2 separate regions of the Mus musculus genome follow, and region 2 is linked to region 1. The links are chromatin contacts, called in public HiChIP or PLAC-seq maps. All regions are on one chromosome and are shown on one strand. Each heading gives the region's core, a stretch centred on a gene start, on an enhancer-like site or on the middle of the called end of the contact. The rest is flanking DNA. Distances are from core to core; before and after follow the strand shown. Region 1 holds the start of Crtc1 (CREB regulated transcription coactivator 1). Region 2 overlaps Ell (elongation factor RNA polymerase II).

Region 1 (3,958 bases), core at 1,083-3,582:
GTGCTACCATATTATATATATTTTGAACTCAAGCTATTCATGGGACACTGTACATACAGAAACCAGAGGACAAGTTTCAGGGGTCAGTTCTCTCCTACCAAATGGGTCCCAAAGACTGAACTCAGGTCCTTGGGTTTGGCAGAAAGCACCTTTATCCAGCGTTTATCATCTACCTTTATCACCAACCTGCCTCGTTCTTAATAAGAAATGGGGCATGGGCAAATGCTACATGGATGGTTTGAGCATGGAGACCAACTCCACTAAGACAGAGAGGGCTGTGATCCCAGAACAGCCGTAAGCATAGGGAGGGGATGTGGCTAGGCTGCCTGAGGGGCCAATCTCCTCTAGGGCAATGAAACAGTTCTGGAAGAGGGTGGTATAGGTTATATGATTCAAAGAAGCTGGTGAGCGCCACTGGTCACACACACAGACCTTCCTTCTCAACTACATTCCAATCAGGCTGTTCCATCCTTGCAGAACCTCTAAGGGCTCAGGAAGTGCAGGCAGGAGCATCCAAAGGCATCCTCAGCTCCTCAGTGAGATCAAGGCTCATCTGTGCTACACGAGGCCTTGCCTCAGTCACCTCCTCCACATCATTCACTCTCAATCCCAGGAAGAAACCAGATGTCCATCAAAACGTCAACTATGAAACTCTTTGTTCTGGTTACACTGCAAACATTTGACACCAACTGTATGCAGACACCTACTATGTGCTAGAAACAAGAAGCAAACTCAACTGCCCTGTAAGTAACACAGGGATGGTAACACTTTTTGTTTGTTTTGGTTTGGCTTTTGGAGACAGGATTTCTCTGTGTAGCTCCTGCTGCCCTGGAACTCACTCTGTAGACCAGGCTGGCCTTGGACTCAGAGATCATCCTGCCTCTGCCTCCCGAGTGCTGGGATTAGTTGTGCACCACCATCTCCACCCGGCAGATGATACACTGTTTATTTGTTCATTCATTGCCCTTTCTCAATGCCTTTCTCAATACACTGAGGGAGAACATGCCCCCCTTCACCCCCCTCCCCCGCCCCGAGGGCTTTGGGGACAGAGTCTGATTGAAAGTGAGAAAACCACCACATTCAATCACTCACTTTCGCCTACGATGCCACAATCTTGGAGAAACAAGCAACTGACTATAAGATTACCTGACCCAAAGGTGCCCACTGATGAATCCAAGCCTCATGTAAGTACCCCTGGCAGGTCACATGGGACTCAGAACCCAGGTCTGAGGGTGTGCAGAACATGCCACACACCAGCATCACCTCCTTCACCCTTGAGGAAAGTCTGATGACACACACTTGACATGGAAGGATAAGGCTCCGCATCCACTCCACTTGGCCAAGAACCTAGCAAGGCCAGCTATGCCTGTCAAATGGCCCAGCCACCCAGTCTGTTGGCAGCTGTTCCCTGTCATGCATGGGAACCAAGCAGCCACCTCTATGCTGACTCCAAACATGGAGGAGGGATATCCTCAGCTATCCAGGAGGGATAACATCTCCTTCACGGCAGAAGTAGGAGTACCAAGGAAGGCACAGGTGACAATGATACAGTATCACCTCCTCCTCAGGTGCCAATGGAGTGACAACTGTGCCCTCAAATAACGATGAAAGGACCCCTTTCCTTTAGGTAACAATGAAGGGTGACAACCGTCCACTCAGGTAGCATTAATGGAGACCTGTCCACTCAAGTAGCATAAAGGGTGACAACTATCCCCTCAAGGTAGCAACAATGGGGCCACTTATCCACACAGATAACACTAAGGGAACAACTCTCCCTGAAGGTAGCAAAGATGGTGGCACCTATCCCACCAGGTAGCAATGAAGGGTGACACCTGCCCCACCAGGTAGCAATGAAGGGTGACACCTGCCCCCTCAGGTAGCAATGATGGAGTCGTAGGTCCTACGAGGTAGCAATGATGCAGTCCCTGTACCATCAGGTAGCAATCAGGGGGGTGACACGTGTCCATTCTGATAGCTATGATGATGGCACATGTCCCCTCAGACAACAATAATAGATGACACCAGTCCACTCAGGTAGCTGCGATGGGACCACCTGTCAAGTCCAAAGAGCAATCTCGCGAGCAGCCGCTCAGCGCTGTGGCGGCGTGGGGACACCTGCGGCGGCCGCAGCCCCGCCCCCGCGTCTCTTCCTCCTCCCCTCCCTCCTCCCCTCCCCTCCCCCGCGCTCTCACCCGCGCGGCCCGCGTCAGGCTCAGGTCCTTCATGACCTCCTCGAAGGCCGCCGTCTCCTCCGCCTGCTTCTGGTTGTGCAGTGCGATCTTCTCGCTAAATTTCCGCGGATTGTTCGAAGTCGCCATCTTCTCGCCGCCTCCTCCTACTCCTACTCCTCCTCCACCTCCTGGCCCCCCCCACTCTCGGGAGCCACCGCGCAGGCGCCGGCCGGGCCCACGGCCGGAGAGAACGCGCAGGCGCAAGCACGGCCCAGAGCGTGGCGCCGGCGCGCGGGAGAGGCGTGTGGCGTTGGGGTGAACACGCCTGCGCGTGCCTGGGCAACGCGTCGGGAGCCTGGGAGGGGCGTGCCTACGCAGGCGCACTGCAGTGCGCGTGGTTCGCTGGACAGCGGTCCGGGTCCTGTCCCATCAGCGAGGGACTTGAGTGGCAGAGGACACGGCAGAACTGATGCCTGCATTCACTGGACTCCAGCATTCGCTGAGGACTTGTTGGCGCGCCTGCTGTATTCCAGGGCACAGGCATGAACAGAGTGGGCCCTGGGCTACACAGCCGGGGAAGGGAGCAGACTTCCTACCAGGAATTGAGCAGGGGTCCCAAAGTACAGTTCCTGGGCAGAGCCTGACTTGGCACACAGAAGCCGGGGTTCGGTCCCCAGCAATACACACACACACACACACACACACACACACACACACACACACACACACCACACTTATAATAAAGTTTCAAATGGGAGAAATGTGCTGCGCCTTCTAAGAAAAAAGACAGTACTGGCCATGATGGTACGACCAGCTGGAGCCAAGGGGATGGGGAATTCAAGCCACCCTTACCTGTAGAGTGAGTTCAAACCAGCCTGTGACACAGGACACGGAGAAAAAAAGACAAATGGGGGGGGGCTCTCTGGAAAGATGGAAAGATTGCTCAGAGACTAAGGGCACCTGCTGTCCTCGAGAAAGACCTGACTTTGTGATCCCATGGAATAGCTCATATGCCCTTGCAACTAAGGTTCTAGAAATCCAACGCCCTCTTCTGGCCTTGGCAAGAAGTTAAATATACACATAGCATGTGCACACACACACACACACACACACACACACACACACAGAGATACATAGATAAATGTTTTAAATTTAAAAATATTGCCAGGCAGTGGTGGCACACACCTTTAATCCCAGTATTCAGGAGGCAGAGGCAGGCAGACTTCTGAGTTCCAGGCCAGCCTAGTCTACAGAGTGAGTTCCAGGACAGCCAGGACTACAGAGAAACCCTGTCTTGAAAAAAAAGAAAGAAAGAAAAATTAGAGAGCTAAGGTCAGGCATAGTGGCACGTGCCTTTAATCCCAGCAGAGGCAGGCAGTTCTCTTTGAGTTCAAGGCCAGCCTGGTCTACAAAGCGATTACCCAGTCAGGGCTACACAGAGAAACCCTGCCTCAGAAAAAAAAAAAAGAAAAGAAAAGCAAGCAATAAATAAATAAAAACAAATAGAGCTAGAGAGAAGGCTCCGTTATGCTAGCATTTGCTGTACAGGCACACACATTAAAGTTTGGCGTGGCCATTGAGTGCTGCAGATAGGGGACTGGCCAATCACTCTACTGAAAGGGGAGCCTCACGTTCCATTCAGTGGGATGCTCTGCTTCACATGAAGAAGTAGAAGGGATCAGAAAAAGGCACACATGTCTGTGGCACACATGCACACACACACACATGCTGTGCTGAAGGAGACTGTATGAAACCCAGACCACACAGAGGAAAACAGAGCCTCAAGG
Region 2 (3,814 bases), core at 1,062-3,561, 120 kb after region 1:
CACTGTACAGTTCTGGTTGGCATGGAGCTCGATATGTAGATCAGGCTAGCTTCAAACACAGAAAAATCCACTTACCTCTGCCTTGAGTGCTGGGATAAAGGCTGCTCTGCTGTGCCTGGCTTATTCTGTTAGTTTTAGGTACACTCTCCCTGAAGGCTGGGCACAGCCAGATTCATTGCTGGAGCCCACCATGAACATGCTGTACAGAGCCTTGTGGAAGTGCAGAACCTGCTCACTTGCTGCTGCCAGTCTGCCCCATGTGCTAAGGCTTCTCATAGCATCCCCACCCTGCCTCAGTCCCTGCCCAGCTTACTCTTCTGCCACTATGGCAGGACACAGGACAGGGACTCATGTGCTGCTTTTGTCCCTTGAATCTTATGGCTAAAGCGGTTTGATGTGTGGTAGCAGGAACTGTGGCTGGACATACTCCGACAACAGATAAAAACATCTCAGACTGCCAGTGGGGCCAGGAACAGGAAAGCCTGCCCACATTTTTCCCCTTCCCCAGCTAGGCCCCACCCTTTGGTGATGCCACCTTTAACACAGCACCACCTGCAGGGACAGAGTGTTCAAACACTGAACTTGTGGGAACTATTCATGTCCAAACAAACAAGCTCGTATGTGCATTGTTTGTGTGAGGTCTGGTGAGTTCTGAGCCTTTGGTACAGCACCGTGCACAGTTCTTCCACTCTCCCATGCCTACCCTCTGTTCCTTCTCAGTCCCCATGCCCTGAGGCAGCTGATTGCTTTTGAAACAGGCTCACCTAGCCCAGTCCTGAAGTCTGTTTTGTGGAAGATGCCTTGAACTCACATCTCTACCTCCTCTGGAGTGCTGGGATGACAGTTTTGCGTTTCCACCTGTGGCATGTCCCTTTTGTTATTTAATGTTTATTTAATTTGATGTATGTGTGCCTGAGTCTATGTCCACACCATGTGCCTGGTGCCTTCAGAGCTCAGAAGGGGCATTGGATCTCCCAGAACTGGGGCCATAGATGGTTATAAGCATCATGTATGTACTGGGAATGGAACCCGGGTCTTCTGCAAGAGCAGTAAGTGTTCCTAACTGTTGGACCTCTCCAGCCTCTTGTTTCGTTTTTTTTTTTTTTTTTAAGTTTTATTTGTTATGTATAAAGTGTTCTGCCTGCAGGCCAGAAGAGGGCACCAGATATCATCACAAATGGTTGTGAGCCACCATTGCTGGGAATTGAACTCAGGACCTCGGAAGAGCAGCCAGTGTTCTTAACCTCTGAGCCATATCTCCAGCCTTTGTTTGGGTATTTTTGAGACAGGGTCCTTCTTTGTAGCCTAGGGTGGCCTTTCCCCTTCAAGGTACTGAGGATGCTGGGTCTGTACCATTAGGGTCCATCTATCCCATTATATGATAAAACAGTTCATTCATGTGCTCCATCAACCCCGGAAACACATGTACCCACATGATTTGAAAAACCATGGACATCTTTGTTTTTCCACTTTTAACACGTGCCTTTAATCCCAGCAATCATCAGGTTTGGAGCTCACCTGGTCTTGAGTTCCAGGTCAGTCAGCATTGCACAGTGAACCTCTGTCTCAGAACAGAGCAGAGAAGAGCCCCTTCTGGAGTGGTTGGCTCTGTCCCTCAGAGGCAATCGATCCTGTTCTCCAGGCACACACTCCTGTCTGTACTTTTTTGGCCACAGGAGTGCTGGGATTCCAGATGTACATCGCTGTGTCTGTGTTTTCATCCATGTTCCTAGGAGCCACCTTCCTGGTCTGGCCAGTGCTTTTACTCCATTCTGCTTGAGGCATTGTTGGAGATAGCATATAGCCAGGCTGGCCTCTGATGTACAGAGGCCTTGCCTTAAGTTTCCCATACCCTGCCTCTGCCTCCTGAGTGTGAGGAGTAGGTGTGTGCCATTGCCTTCTTTCTGTGACCTCCACTCCCCTGAGGCTGTGTAGAGGAGTGAACTTTTGGGACCTCAAGGTAGCATCTTAAGGAGACTTCACCTGTGGCAGTGGTGATGCCACATTTGCACAGTGGTGCTGAGAGTTCCATTGTGTCCTAGCTGGCACTTAGTAGTGTCAATAGCTTTGGCCATTGTCTCACAGTTTTGCCATGACGTCTCACCATCATGGGCATAGACTTGTTGTCATAGACTACAGTGAGAGTCAACTCCTGCCATCTGGCTCCTGGGTTGCCCTCATGGCCAAGGGCAAGGAGTGTTCAGCAAAGCTGCTTCCTGCCCTTGAACTTAAGCCAGGAAGAAGGCTGTTGCCAAAGGAAGGAGGAAGTGTGTCTGGCTGCTGTAGGCCTGATCTTTGTAGATCCTACTACTCTGGGCCCTCTGGAGGGCGCTTCTGCCCTGCTGAGCTGCCTGAGCCTCAGCTCTCTTGAGTGTGATGCACATGGAACATTGATGAGGACTGCCTCTCTCCACAAGACACACTGGTGAGTCCTGTGACATCTAAGTATCTGCCTGTGGGACAGGTTCCAGGTTCTTTGGGACCATTCTGGAACTCGTGTTCCTATAAGGCCTTTCCTCCCTGGCTGGCGCTGTGTACGTTGAAATCCTCCTCGTAGCCAGAATGGCCGAGAAGCATCCAGTTATAGGCAGTTGATAAGCTGGTATTGAATTCAGGAGCTTGTGGCCACACCCCTCTCTAGAGACCCCCCCAAGTGTCTCTGACTCGTGCACCAGAGACCAGCCTTTGTCTAGGATTGGGAAAGCAAGTAGGTGTGTCTGTGCACAGATTATCTCTCTATGTGTGTGCATGTGCACCCATGTGTGGAGTGTGGGTGGGTAGGAGGGCCATGTGTGTTCTGATGCAGCTTTGTGCCTGGAGTTCTTAAAACACTCTAGAGACAGGAAGAGCTATTCTTGGAGAACCAGCCAGCAAGTCACAGGACCCAACTGTGCCTGGTGGCTAGGGGTCAGAGGACTCCAGAGCTGTATGTGTGGTCAGTGTCATTGTGTACCTCCTTTCAACCCATGCTAGGCTGTCAGCTCAGGAGTTAGCACTGTTAGATGGGCTTTTCTAACACTTGTGCCCACTGTGCCTGCTGACCATGAGATACCACCTTGTTAGGACAAGGCTGTCAGCATACCAGGAGTCAGCCAGGTAGACAGCTGCAAGAGCAATATACAGTGGGAACACTGGCTTCATAGCTCTGTGTAAGCCTCACAGAGGGCTCAAGACCAAGCTGGTCACTGTCTGAGCATTAGAGCTGTGATGATAGATGCCCTAGTGAGATTTCCTTCTGAAGACTCCTGCAAAGCTGTTGGAGGAGGCTAGAGCTTGTTGGAGGGACCTTGAGATCTGAGGTTGTGGAGACATAAGCCACAGGGAGTCTTGGGCTTGCAGGCTGACAGGCATGCATTCCCTCGATCTTCTCAGGATTCTCCTGACCTGATAGAACTGTTGAGAAACTTCCCAAAAGTGACTTTTTTGCAAGGTCAGTTCTACTGCAGAGTCCCAGAGCAGAGCCCAGCTGCTTCCCTTCATACTTTTCACCCTGAAGATAAGCCCGTTTTTGTCTGAAGACAGATGATAAATGGATCCAAAGAAAAACTTGAGGAGTCCAGCCTGCAGTCCTTCCTGCCATCCCCTTAGCTTTGCAAGTGCTGTCGACACAGGGACATATGCCACAGCTCCAGTAGGCGGGTATACCAGAGAACTTACCTCTCTTTTTGTTAAAGTTGGGCCTGCTTGTCCTAGCTGGCTTTGGGTGAGAATACAGCCTGCCTTGTGAGGACTGGAGATTACAGTCTACCCTGAGTGTCTGTGCTCACTCTCTGATCAGATCCTGACAGTATAACAGTGTGTATCTCTACACTCA

Evidence for each region. HiChIP or PLAC-seq counts read pairs in DNA pulled down with a chosen protein or histone mark.
Region 2: a contact with region 1 is called in an H3K27ac HiChIP or PLAC-seq map of microglia, with 3 times the contacts expected there. The contact joins the enhancer-like site here to the promoter of Crtc1 in region 1. A contact is called at or near these places in 1 of 484 Hi-C or Micro-C datasets (stem cell-derived epiblast-like cells), 2 of 115 datasets of contacts at active chromatin or transcription factors (double positive thymocytes and microglia) and 1 of 9 other capture datasets (adipose tissue).

What each region holds. Positions count from the first base shown.
Region 1 is chr8:70,437,241-70,441,198 of GRCm38.p6, forward strand. Crtc1 (CREB regulated transcription coactivator 1) reads right to left here and starts at 2,333. Exons shown (of 14, transcript NM_001004062.2): 1 at 2,193-2,333. The coding sequence starts at 2,318.
Region 2 is chr8:70,558,015-70,561,828 of GRCm38.p6, forward strand. All of the region lies in intron 1 of Ell (elongation factor RNA polymerase II), which reads left to right. Among named protein-coding and RNA genes, the nearest start is that of Ell, 20 kb to the left of the region's middle. Within about 2 kb of position 2,312, at least 122 of the 459 cell types and tissues checked have an H3K27ac peak or open chromatin away from gene starts, as enhancers often do. A contact at or near this core is called in adipose tissue, double positive thymocytes and microglia, where this site is marked.